2 separate regions of the Sus scrofa genome follow, and region 2 is linked to region 1. Evidence: chromatin contacts called from public HiChIP or PLAC-seq data. All regions are on one chromosome and are shown on one strand. Each heading gives the region's core, a stretch centred on a gene start, on an enhancer-like site or on the middle of the called end of the contact. The rest is flanking DNA. Distances are from core to core; before and after follow the strand shown. Region 1 holds the start of CASP10 (caspase 10). Region 2 holds the start of TRAK2 (trafficking kinesin-binding protein 2).

Region 1 (2,700 bases), core at 103-2,602:
AACCCAAGGCCAACAGGATAACATTACCACCATAACAGGGCAAGGCTTTACTGATTTCACAGAAAGAAAAGCTAGAATCCTAGACCCTAGAAAGAGTGAGTGGTTTCAGACAACAGACTAGGCAGGAAGTCACAAACTAACCCGCCTGACCGGTTCATAAACTTATGGTCTTTCTACATGAAATTTCATTCTAATCAGAGGAACGATAAATTGCAAAAAAAAAAAAAAAAAAAAAAAAGAAAATTTCAGTGTAATTACTCATTTTTTGAGGACGTGAAGTGTATGTTCTCTGTACAAGACTAGGCTGTTTAGAAATAAGAAATTACTCTCTAAAGGAAGGAGAACATAGCAAAGACAAAAAACAGGAGTTCCCACTGTGGTGCAGCGGAAACGAATCTAACTCATATCCATGAGGACTTGGGTTCAATCCCTGGTCTCGATCAGTGGGTTAAGGATCTGGCATTGCCGTGAGCTATGGTGTAGGTCACAGAAGCGGCTTAGATCCTGTGTTGCTTCAGCTGTGGTGTAGGCTGACAGCTACAGCTCCGATTCCATCCCGAGCCTGAGAACCTCCATATGCTGTGGGTGCGGCCCTAAAAAGAAAAAAGGAAAAAAAAAAAAAACCCAAAAAACAAACACCCCCCCCCCAAACATCAATAACAAAGAGTGGTTATATGAAGGTGGTATAATTACAGATAATATAAATTTTCTTCTGGGCTCCTGTCTGTTTTCTCAAATTTTACGCAATTATTTCGCTATTACTTTAATTGTTAGAAAAAGAACCCCCCCCATGTCATTTTTAATGTGATCATCCATGGGGTCTTCCTTGCTAATAGCTCTGTCATACTAGAAACCAAATGACTGGATTCTTGGAGACATCTTATTCTACGAGACATCTTAATCTAACATGGTACATTTGTCTCGCAGTTTCCTAAAGATTCTGATCTTTAGCTTTGGTGAGTCTACCCGACTTTGTCTCCATTTATAGACTAGCATATTTCTACCAGAAAAGGGCTATGTTGGAGCCTTCCTGGGGATTTTTAAACTTTCTTTTTTCCTGGGTTGGCTAATAAATCCAGACAGAACAGTGCCGTTGCTGGCAAGCGTGAGTTTTTCCAAGTTTCCGAGACACATAGCGAGGGCAAAGCCTGGAGTTTAAGACCCCAGCAAGAAAAAGGTATTAATTACATACCTTCAGATCAAATTCCACTGATCTTCTGGAGGTTAAAGTTCTCAGGGAAATTTCCTGGAAACACACCTTGAAAACAATTATAATCCTCTGCGTCCTCCACGTTCCAAGGAAGCTCCCATTTGTTCAGGAAGGGAACTCAACTTGGTGCAGCCCAGGCAAGTGAAACTGTCTCTGAGTTTCGGTAACTTATACTTAGCTCCTGCTGACATCATCTTTCAATCACTCTTCTTGCCTCCTCCCCTTTCGTGGGGTTAGGATAATGCTGACAAACGGCGCCTCCTAGAGGCAGATGCAAGACCAACAGATGAATCGGAGGAAATGCACGTTCCAGGAGGAAATGCACGTTGCAGGAGGAAATGCACGTTGCAGGAGGAAATGGAGGAAGTGCACATTCCAGGAGGAATCGGAGGTGCATTTCCAGGACGGGAACTCCCCAAACTAACCTTTAAAATGAAACTCAAAAAGCTCATGAAACAGTAGTCAGCCATCTTAACCCTTTCTCAAATAAGTCTACGTGCGAATAAACAAACAAATTTAAGGCAAAAAAAAAAAAAAAAAAAAGAATAAGGCAAAAATAAAAAGGAGGGGAACTAGACCTAAAAGCCCATTGGGAAGTATTTGCAAGGAACTCAGTTACCAGTAGACGAAACTGGTGAAGGCTCTGCCCTCCTCGCACATTCAACCCGGCAGAAAAAGATTTTACATTGAATAACAAGACACTATATGGAAGTTCCCATTGTGGCTTAGTGGTAACGAGCCTGACTAGTCCATGAGGAGGCAAGTTTGATCCCTGGCCTCTATTAGTGGGTTAAACGATCCAGCGTTGCCATGAGCTATGGTGTACGTCACAGAAGTGGCTCAGGTCTGGTGCTGCTGTGGCAGCGGGATAGGCCGGTGCTGTAGCTCCAATTGGACCCCTAGCCTGGGAACCTCCATATGCCGCAGGTGCGGCCCTAAAAAGCCAATAAATAAATAAACTATATAATAAAAGCAACACCTAACACTTGTATCCCAACTACCATATGCCAGGTAATATTGACTCATTTAAATCATCCCAACAACCCTCTAAAATAAATACTATTTAAAAATAATCATTTCTTGGAAGTTCCCGTCGTGGCTCAGTGGTTAACGAATCCGACTAGGAACCATGAAGTTGCGGGTTCAATCCCTGGCCTTGCTCAGTGGGTTAAGGATCCGGCATTACCATGAGCTGTGGTGTAGGTCGCAGATGCGGCTCAGATCTGGCGTTGCTGTGGCTGTGGTGTAGGCCGGCGGCTACAGCTTCGATTAGACCCCTAGCCTGGGAACCTCCATATGCAGCAGAAGCAGCCCTAGAAAAGGCAAAAAGACCAAAAAAAAACCACAACACTTCTTTCTTTCCTTTTGTCAAGATGTAATATGAAATGCCTTTTCTTCTGTAATTGTGGGAAGGGTAGAATGAATATTCCCAAACTTGTCTAAATTTAAGTAAATTCATTCTGTGGGTCAGAATGTTGCTTTGGAATTTG
Region 2 (2,700 bases), core at 186-2,685, 200 kb before region 1:
AAGAGCTGAAGAAGATGTTTTGAAAGGTACACTCAGATATTATTGGTGGCAGTACCAAACAATAGGGCTCATTTGGAAAGCAGGTTGGCAATGTTTTAATAATGATAAAAATGTTGGGACATATATAAACTAATATATATACAAAAATCAATCAGTAACAAGGCCTACTATATAGCACTGGGAATTCTATTCAATGCTCTGTGATGGCCTATACGAGAAAAGAATCTGAAAAAGAATCGATATATGTATAGCTGATTTACTTTCCCGTACAGCTGAAGCTAACACAACATTGCAAGTCTACTCCAATTAATTTTTAAATATTCATACCTTTTGACCTAATAAAATTCTCACTTCCATTAACTTATTCTAAGGAAACATCCGAGTAAATGAAAAAACCACACACCTGAAAGTCACTGTGCTATTGACTAAAAAAGCCAAGTATTCACTTCACAAATGTTTAATGAATGCCTGTCATGGGTCAGGCACTGTGCTAGGCACTTGGGACACTCATTAGTGACCACCGCAGACAAGGCCCTGACCACTTGTAGGGGACATTCCCACAAGCAGTAAGATTAGAGATATCATGATTAACTGAATTTCCTGGTTCTCAGGATTTTGTTTCCTGCTTTTCCCACGTAATATAAGTAAGTTCTTAAACAACAAAAATTTTGTAAACTCCATTACACTTTTTTTTTCCCAGAAAAACTCATAAGAAACACAATCTGTGAGAACTGTGCATGGGTTAATCCCAGAGATTTTGCTTTAGATGTGACAGACTATTAAGAGATAATATTATAAGACATTTTGAGGTCAAGGCAGCAGCTGCCCCTGCTAAGGGCAGCGGGGGGAGGGAAGGATAGCTTTGCTGTCATAATTTTCTCCTGCATGCGCTTTCACTAGGTATAAATATAAATTCTTTAAAAAAAATCATGGTGAGACTTGTATTTCTAAATATATTCACAGGTACATCAGTGTGGTCTCTTGCACTTGTATCTAAAAAGCTAATTAGGATAAAGCCTTATAAATAATTTAAATCTGTTCTATATTAATGGTTCCTCCTAAGGCTTTAATCTGAAAGGTTAAATTAACACTTGCTGAGAAAATCAGGAGCGCATCTAAATTACACAACTGGGGAGGGGGGAGAGAATTAGTTAATGTAAACATCCAAAAGAGACCACTGTTACTGGGAATGCAAAAAACCTGATTTAACTGCGCAGAGCTCTAAGATTACTGTAAGTTTCAAAGGGATCCTGGGAACCCATAAAGTCTTAAAAATTAGAGCGACGCACAACTCAGTAGAATTTTCCAAACTTAGCATCGTGACTCACACTTTCAAAAAATATTTACGAAGTGCCTACTGTGTGCCAGGCTCTAGGCTAGGTAGGCGCTGTCACAAATTCTGATCAAGTTCTAAGGGAAAAGGTGCCTGACACAACAAACCCACGAGGAAACAACACAACGCTGAACTTAAATACCGAGGACCAAACGCAGCTTGAGCATTTAATGATGTAAAAGCTTCCTTCCGAGTCCTGTTTTGGGGCACTTTGTTAGCGAACTCACAGAAGGTGTCACACGGAGCGGGGGCCGGAGGGCGTCCTCGGTTTGGAAACTTCTCGAGCGGGGAAGCACGGCCAAAGGTGAGAGCAAGGGTAAGGGTGGGGGTGGCGGGGCCGGGGGAGAGCGCGGCGGGCGGATGGGCCCCCAAACACCTGGCACCGCCAACCCCAGCAGGCGCCGCCTACGCCGCACGCAGGTGCCTCCGCCGCCGCGAGGCCCAGGACTCCCGGGCAGAGCCGGAGCTGCGCGGGGCGCACGGGCCGGTCGCCACGCAGAGCCGGGCTCCCTCCACAGCCCCGCTGGCCGCCCGGGCTCGGGCTTGAGGCAGGGTGGCGAGTTCTAGTCCCGGGCTTCCCGAGGTTAGCGCGAACGCAACCGCGCTCCCTCACGTCCCAACTGTCCCTCCCTTACCCTCCCCGGCCCGGCGTCCCCTCATTACCTAGGCGGCGACCAAAGCCAGCAGCTCTCCTCAGGCAGCCAAAGGTGCAGGGCCCGGGTGCCCGGCCCGCCCAGGGGCAAGGCGAGAGCGCAAGGCCCGCTCCCAGCGCGGGCCGCGAAGCTCAAGAGGGCGGCGCGACCCGGACTGGGACTGTGGGCCTGGAACTCGGCCCCAGCCCGGGGCACCCCGCCGGGACGGGATTCGCCCCACCCCGGCTGCAGGGTCGCGGCCCCGCCTCCCGCCTCGGGGCCGCCGGTTAGGGGGCGTGGCCTTTCGTGCTAGGGGCGTGGCCTAGAGGAAACTGCAATTCCCAGCAGGTAGTGCGCTAGCGCCTTAGAGGCTGCTGGGAGAGTGGGTCTCGTCCTCTCTTCCCCAATTGTGCGGGGCGGGGGACTGTAATTGAGCCGGCGTCGCTGCAAAACCGAAGTCGCCGAGTGATGATGTTGTGAAGTCGCCCACCAGTCCCTGCCACGCCCGGGCGGTTACAGGCAGCGGCGGCCGCTTTGGCTGCTGCTCCTAGGCTGCCGCCGCTTTTAGAATCTTCTCCTTGAAGGAGCGCGGGCGCAGGACCGAGGACCCCGGGCTATTCCTGTAAGTAACCTTCCCGCGCACGACCCGAACTTGCTCTTGCCATCTTCTCTTGAAGGCAGAGGAGCCTCCTCGCCCCGCGCTCCTCCTGGTCCTCGGAGGTCGCGCGCGGACAC

The links. HiChIP or PLAC-seq counts read pairs in DNA pulled down with a chosen protein or histone mark.
Region 2: a contact with region 1 is called in an H3K27ac HiChIP or PLAC-seq map of alveolar macrophages. The contact joins the promoter of TRAK2 here to the promoter of CASP10 in region 1. A contact is called at or near these places in 1 of 5 promoter capture datasets (liver) and 2 of 2 datasets of contacts at active chromatin or transcription factors (alveolar macrophages and skeletal muscle).

The regions. Positions count from the first base shown.
Region 1 is chr15:104,856,753-104,859,452 of Sscrofa11.1, reverse strand. CASP10 (caspase 10) reads right to left here and starts at 1,352. Exons shown (of 12, transcript NM_001161640.1): 1 at 1,193-1,352.
Region 2 is chr15:105,054,789-105,057,488 of Sscrofa11.1, reverse strand. TRAK2 (trafficking kinesin-binding protein 2) reads left to right here and starts at 1,435. Exons shown (of 16, transcript XM_021075699.1): 1 at 1,435-1,637. STRADB (STE20-related kinase adapter protein beta) reads right to left here and starts at 2,271. Exons shown (of 12, transcript XM_003133587.5): 1 at 1,997-2,271.